Regions from separate parts of the Mus musculus genome. Here region 1 is linked to region 2. A link is a contact called in public targeted proximity ligation data. All regions are on one chromosome and are shown on one strand. The core of a region is the stretch at or near the end of the contact, and the rest is flanking DNA. Distances in the headings are between cores, read along the strand shown. Region 1 overlaps Gldc (glycine decarboxylase). Region 2 overlaps Il33 (interleukin 33).

Region 1 (3,665 bases), core at 62-2,561, 170 kb before region 2:
GAACCTGAAGCTCACCATTTCAGCTATGAGCTAGGCTGGCTGACCAGCAAGCCTCTGTCCTCCTACTTACACATGCAGTGTACCAGAGCACAGCACAGCACAGCACAGCACAGCACAGCCCAATGTCTTTTTATGTGGTTGCTTCATTGCTCTCTCTTTCTCAATCTCTCTCTCTATTTTCTTTCTATTTTTCTCTCTCTCTCTCTCTCACACACACAGACACACACACACACACACACAAACCCACCACTACTACCACCACCAATGTCTTTATGTGGTTGCTCAGTCTCTGTCCCTGCCTCTCCCCCGACTCTCTCTTTCTCACACACACATGTGCTGTCATCTTTTATGTCTTATGTGGCTGTGCAGTATTACATTTTCCCCACAGCTCCACAATGCCTACCTATCCTATTTCCGTGAGTTTTTCCCTATGTGACTGAATAGTGTGGATGCCCTGTGAGTCTATAGTTAAATTTTCAGCTATTTGCATTGTATTGTTGCTAATAAGAACAACCCCTCCAATAGTGTGTTTCTGTTTTTGTTTTTTGAGAAAAACTATTTCTTTAGATAACTTATAAAAAGGGATATGGAGGCTTTGAGCTTTTTATACATGTTTCTTTAATTTTCTCAAGACACCGTGTCAGTTATTTTATGCTACTAGTATTGAGAGTGCCCATCACACCAAGAGTATAGTGAGAAGAATAGACGAAAAAAAAAACAACAAAGGTTTAAAAAAAATTATCAATTTCATGACTGGAAGAGACTTTGTTTTAATTTCTAATACTTAAGGTTTTCTTTCATTTCTTTAGTTAATTATTGGTGGCAGTACTTGTTTTTGAACCTAGGGCTTCACTCCTGCTAGGCATATATCCTAAGGATGAGCTGTCCCAGCCCTAAATGTCTTACATTACGTTTTATTTTAGGCAGCATTGCTAAGATGGAATTAGCATACCTCCTCATATAATTTGCTCGTTTAAGCTGCACAATTCAGCAATTTTTAATGTGTTCACTGATTGCAAAGTTTAGGTTTTGAAAGCAGGAATTAATGTGACTTAAATTGAATGGGGCTGGTTGGCACCCACGAGAGAAGGTCAGATGTCACCACGCACTTAGCATTTATGTAGTGGCTTGGGGCAGGGAGCCCTACTCCATCCCTTGGGACTTCAGAGTACAGAAAGATGGATGGAATTTCCATTTGTTTTTGACATTTTACCCCCAAATTAAATTGCAAGTAGCAGTTCTCATCCCGAACTGAAATGGATTGCTGCTTGCAGACTTGATTACTCAATCCTCAAGTCAGTCAAACCAAACATTGACTCATGTTGGTCTGCTAAACACATATGTTGCACAATTTCAGATCTCCTATTCTGGGGCCCGGAACCCCAGCACTGTTGTGCTTTGGGGACTCAAACTAGGAATGTTTTCAATAATCACGGTGAATCCTAACGTGTCCTATGGCACTATTAGAAGACCAGTGCTCGTCTTAATCATATTTACCAGCAGTAAATCAGATGTTGGAATTGTAGATGCCTGTGAGGCAATCGTTTTAATGAGCTCCAGGCTTGCCAGCGTGAGCTGAGATCTGAATATTAACTAAACTGTCCAGGCTGGTGGGCTTTTAAAGCAAACAAGGGTAAAAGAGATAGGTGGAGAAGCCGGAGAAATATTTTATTCTGCTACAATGAAGAGAAAAGGAATTACTTTACGTAAAACGACTGTTTTGTTGGTGGTATTGGTCAGTCAGTCTCTTTTGTTAGATGCTTTCGTGGGATTTTGTTTTTGTTTTGCTTTGTTTTGTTTTGCTTTGTTTTGTTTTGTTTTGTTTTGCTTTGCTTTGTTTTATGATAGAGCATCTCACTGTGTAGCTCAAGCAGACTGGAATTTGTGATTGACCTGTCTTAACATTGCACAGTGCTGGGATTACAGACATGGCCTCTTGCCACACCCAGAAAAGATGGTAGATTTGTAAGAGAAGGGATTTTTTTTTTAACCTTTCAGGGCCCTTATCTTTTGGGTTAGGTTCACCACGTGCTCCAAAGGGCTTTCCTGTGTTTGGTCTTTGGCAGCATAATTTGACTAATGTTTCTATCTGCCTCTCATCTTGGACAAGCCCAATGTTGCATTGGATTCCAGTCCCTGAAGAACTTTTCAGGTGGCTCTTCCTTTGACAGTGGGCAGTGGCCGCACAGTCTGGCTGGCACGTGCTGTGCCAGGAAAATGCTGGGAGTGACCACACAACCAGAAGACCTTTTGATTGCCCGCCCAGGCTTAATTCACACGAGCTGCTTACCTCTAACCTTCTGAGGCAGTCACTGTGAGAATGTTGCAGCAGTGGCTCCAATCTGTGTTCTCCGGGGGAGGCGTAGAGAATCCTAGCTTCTATACCACAACCCCATGACCCCAGGCATCTCTTAATAAGGAAAGCATTGAATTGGAGCTTGCTTACAGTTTTGGAGGTTTAGTCCATTATTGTCATGGTGGGAAATATAGCAGTGTGCAGGCAGACATAGTGCTGGAGAAGGAGCTGAGCGTTCTACATCCTAATCTGCAGGCACCAGGAAGAGAGAGACATTGGGCCTGGCTTGAACAATTGAAACCTCAAAGCCCACCCCCAGTGACACACTTCCTCCAACAAGACCACACCAACTCCATCAAGGATACAAGTCCTAATAATGCCACTCCCTAAGAGCCTAGTGGGACCATTTCCTTTCAAATGAAGACAATCACACATGGGCCAGGCCACTTCACTTTGTAATTCTATTGCTCCACCTCCTCACCTTTTTAATATAATATTTTTGTTAACTCTTAAGAATTTCAGTCATGCAAATACAATGTGTTTGGATCTTATTCACTCCCAACTTTTCTCCTCCCACAAATCTACCCTGATCTTCTTACCTCCTCCCAACTTTGGGGCCTTTTTTATCCTACCCCTCTTTACTGGATGAGTCCAGTTTATCCAGGTTTTTGATACAGTGCCATAGGACGTTATGTGGTCCCCCACCAGGGCCACGTCCTTAGAACGGACTCTCTCTCCCCAGAAGCTGTGGACTGTCAATAGCCAGGAGTGTTGGGTCCCTTTGACCTTCTTTCTGCAGGTCTGTGCAGGCATCCATAGCTGCTGGGAGCTCATTGTGGCACTGTTGTGTTTAGAAGACACTGTTGGTCCACAGTCCTCCAATGCACACACTCATCCAAAGAGCACCCCCTCCTGTTCTTTCCGACTCCTCTGACTTGGTGGTGTTCACACTCTTAGCTGCAGTCTTGGGTAGGGCTAGAGGAAACAGCTGCTGTTTTAGATTGCCCCAATCTTATCATATACGCAGCAGGTTTATACATCTCTCTCCTAAAAGCTGTAAAGAGAGAAAAACATCTTGGGCCCTGGCCTCTCCTAGACACCAAATTTAAATATTATCCCTTAGAGAGAGGGGTACTCTTTGGATGAGCGTGTGCATTTGAAAATAACATCTGAACCTCATTTTTTTTTTTTTTTGGAATGGACCTCTTCCCAAACCACTCATCTGTGGTGGTGCCTATGCAATGGAATCTTGGGTTTAGCAGTTGGTTCAGTTGCCACTAAACCCCTGCTTGCAAGACTCTCCTCTAGGCCTGCCAACAAATGACTTCTCTCCTGGTGACGTACATTTCCGGCCTCAGGCTAGCCAGAT
Region 2 (3,289 bases), core at 429-2,928:
CTTCTAGATGAAAATTCACATATCCCAGACCTCGATACAAGTCGCTGCGTAGAGGACTTTTTAAAATTACATTTATTTGTTAGTCACGGGCCATGAATATCATAGGACAACTTGCAGGGACGGCTGCTCTCTTTTACTACACGGGTTCCAAGCATCAAACTTACAAGATTTAGCAGGAAGCACCTTTGCCCACTGTACCTAAGCTCAGTGACCCAGTCTGGGCCTTCTGACTCTCTTGACTCTGTCTCCATCGTGCCTAGAACCCAGGACTTTGCTCATGCTAAGCAATCACTCTACCAACTGAGCTTTGGGTCCTGGCCTTTCCCTTTTAAAAAAACTATGGCTACTATACAAGAAACATCTGAAGGCCAAGAAGAAGGGTGAGCGAGGAGTTTACAATAGGTCAGTCTTTAAAAAAATAAAATAAAACAACATATAATATATATATTGTTTAAAAAAATGTATGTGCACTGTACGTGCCTGTGTGCATTTATGCACACCATGCATGTGTGTGAGTGTGTGCCTACACAGGCTAAAGAGGGTCTCAGATCCCTGGAACTGGATTTACCAGTGGTTGTGAGTTGCCATATGTGGGTTCTGGCAGCTAAACCCAGGTCCTTCGCAAGAACAGCATGCGCTCTTAACTGCTGAGTCATCTGTAGCCATTAAGACACTCCTGAGTGAGGACAGTGTCCGTGAGGTGACTACAGCTTCACAGCTTTGGCCATTCATCTTATGTGAGCCAGGAGCCTTTTCACTAGCTATTTGCATATGGTTATCTCCCTGTTAGCGGCGTAAACAGTAGCTCACCTCTTGCCCAGGGATGGTCTGGCAAGGGCCACACTGCTAATTGTAAGTAAAGCCGGATCTGATAACAAGCTCTTTCCCTGAAGGCATGGGGAACATTGCTAGAATGGGATGATGTTGAATTCCAGGGCCTAAGTTCTAGTTTATGCTGTGTCAAGCCTTTATGGTCTAACATGAGAAGATTCATGAGTCTGTGATGGGAATCTCAAAGACATATTGCTAGTGCATAGAAAGAGGCAGTGTCCCCAAATGATCTGCTTTAGTTTTATTTCTACAGCTGTGATAAAATACTCCAACAAAAAGCAACTTGGGAAAAGGATGGTTTTACTTAAGTTCATAATTTCAGGTTATGTACCCCCGTGGGGGAAGTCAAGACAGGAACTTTAAACAGCTGTTCACATCTCATCGCAGTCAAGAGAAGGAAACAAATGCTTACGGGCTGGCTTGTTTGCATTCAGCTCAGTTTCTCCATTCCTATACTGCTTAGAAGTCCCCTCCTCCTCACCAGGGAATTGTGCCACTCACAGTGGGCTAGATCCCTCCACGTCCATTAACCAAGACCATCCCCCAAAGCCATCCGTACAGTGTGGCCCGCTGCACACACCCCCTTGATTAGGCTCTTTTCTCCAGACATTGTAAGTTATATCAAGTTGAAACCATCACATGGTCTTAGCTGATAGTCGATGGCTAAGCTTTCTAAGACAGAGTGACTTCATCACAGGACAATGCTGACGCACAGTGGGTCTCTTACACCAACTCTGTGCCCTCTTGGTTTTCACTTCCTTTCAGGCGGAGGCTGGAATAAGGGAAGGGAAAGCTGTCGTGAAAGCTCCCTCCTCCTCGGAGCTGAGTTACTTTCTCTTTCCTTCCTCCCACTGCTCTGAAATTTCCCTCTCCCTGGGAAAGGAAGTGCTCCCTGGAGAAAGCTGACAAAGCAATGAGTCTAGACAGATCACCCTCCAGAAGAGGGCGAGGACCACATTATTACTGGAAAGATTTCCTTTAAGCCTTTAAAGTGAGAGGCACTTAGTATTGGTTTTTAATTATTAAAAATTAATTTGCACACACACACACACACACACACACACACACACACACACACATACCTGTTTTTGCCCAAGGGGATCAAAAGAGGGTATTAGATGTGAGCTCTCTCACATAGATCCTAGGGACCCAATTTGGGTCTTCCGGAAGCATACCAGGTGCTTTTAAGCACGAGCCTTCTCTCCAGCCCCAGCTTTTATTATCTGTGATTCTCTGCTCTGCCTTGCTGTTGCTTCTTTGGATATAGTGTCCTCCCCATCAGCCTCTATCATCTCCCTCCACACCCTGTACCTTTTACGTCATAGGGCACAGGTGTCTGTCACTCATCAGTGCCCACCTGCTTCCACACCTGCAGAGCCTGGCTCACCTGTCCTTGCCAGTGATGCCGGAAAATGTTTCATTTTGACCCCTGGAGCGTAATCCTAATGTTTTATTTATCTTATCCTAATGGGACTCAGACTTCTTGTTCTTGGGTGGCGACACTTCCTAAAGTAGAGTAGCTGACCTTCCGGCTGGCCCATGCTCTCCAATCTTAGGTTGACCATTCAATTTATTCAGCTCAGGGCATCCTTTTATTTCCTGGCTTCCTCTCAAAACCTACTCTATACTTACACGTGTTTTGAATGTCCCTGATGTGTGTGCATTAAGTTTGGTGTGATTTTGAAAAAGATAGACTGGCTTCCTGGTCCTAGGATCCTAGGCTCAGGATCCCCATACTGCATATCCCCACCCCCACTTCTTGGACCTTTCACTGTTCTATCAGGTTTCCTGTCTTAAAAGCAAGGCGAGTGTATGTGTCCTGCGTGGTGTCTCCTGTCTCCCAGAATCCCCCTTGGGTACCTGCTTCTGCACCTACTCCTTTTTCACTCCTAGGATGCCATCCTGGTCCCCTCTGTCCACTGTTAGCTCCCACGCACAGGTGAGCCCACAGTGGTGTTTGCTGTTTCATTTTGTTTTTATGTATTCAGAACTGTTAGCACTAGAGGAAAGGTGCGTGTAACCACGTGAAGGATGTGCTTAACACATAGACCTTTGGCTTTAGTTTAACTCTGAAGGGCAAAACAAATTTTTCTCCTACATATAGAATAGGTTTTTAAGTAAAACTTAGTAAGTAAATACATAAATGACTTTTATAGAAATTCAAAATAAATATGAAATATCAAATAGGAATAAAGTGTTTGTTTCAGTTTCTCTTTTTTCTATTCCCAACCAGGGACACATTTTTGGAATTTACATTATACATTTAGTATATTGTAAATATATTAATTTATTACATATTAATATATTAATAAATGTAATAAAATACATTTAATATATTTGACCCTTGAATAAGCACCATGTGACTGGTTTGTGCTGCATTAAGTGTTTTATATAGTTACATATATAATATATATAATTCACACTTGATTAAGTATTGTGTGCCAAGTACCATACTTTA

What was found.
Region 1: a contact with region 2 is called in a targeted proximity ligation map of pancreatic cancer cells. A contact is called at or near these places in 1 of 484 Hi-C or Micro-C datasets (the MNK3 cell line), 3 of 130 datasets of targeted methods (the 230-238 cell line and pancreatic cancer cells) and 3 of 9 other capture datasets (adipose tissue, liver and pancreatic islet).

The regions. Positions count from the first base shown.
Region 1 is chr19:30,105,242-30,108,906 of GRCm38.p6, reverse strand. All of the region lies in intron 21 of Gldc (glycine decarboxylase), which reads left to right. Among named protein-coding and RNA genes, the nearest start is that of Gldc, 68 kb to the left of the region's middle.
Region 2 is chr19:29,938,785-29,942,073 of GRCm38.p6, reverse strand. The region is part of intron 1 of Il33 (interleukin 33); the gene reads right to left. Among named protein-coding and RNA genes, the nearest start is that of Gm41832, 13 kb to the right of the region's middle.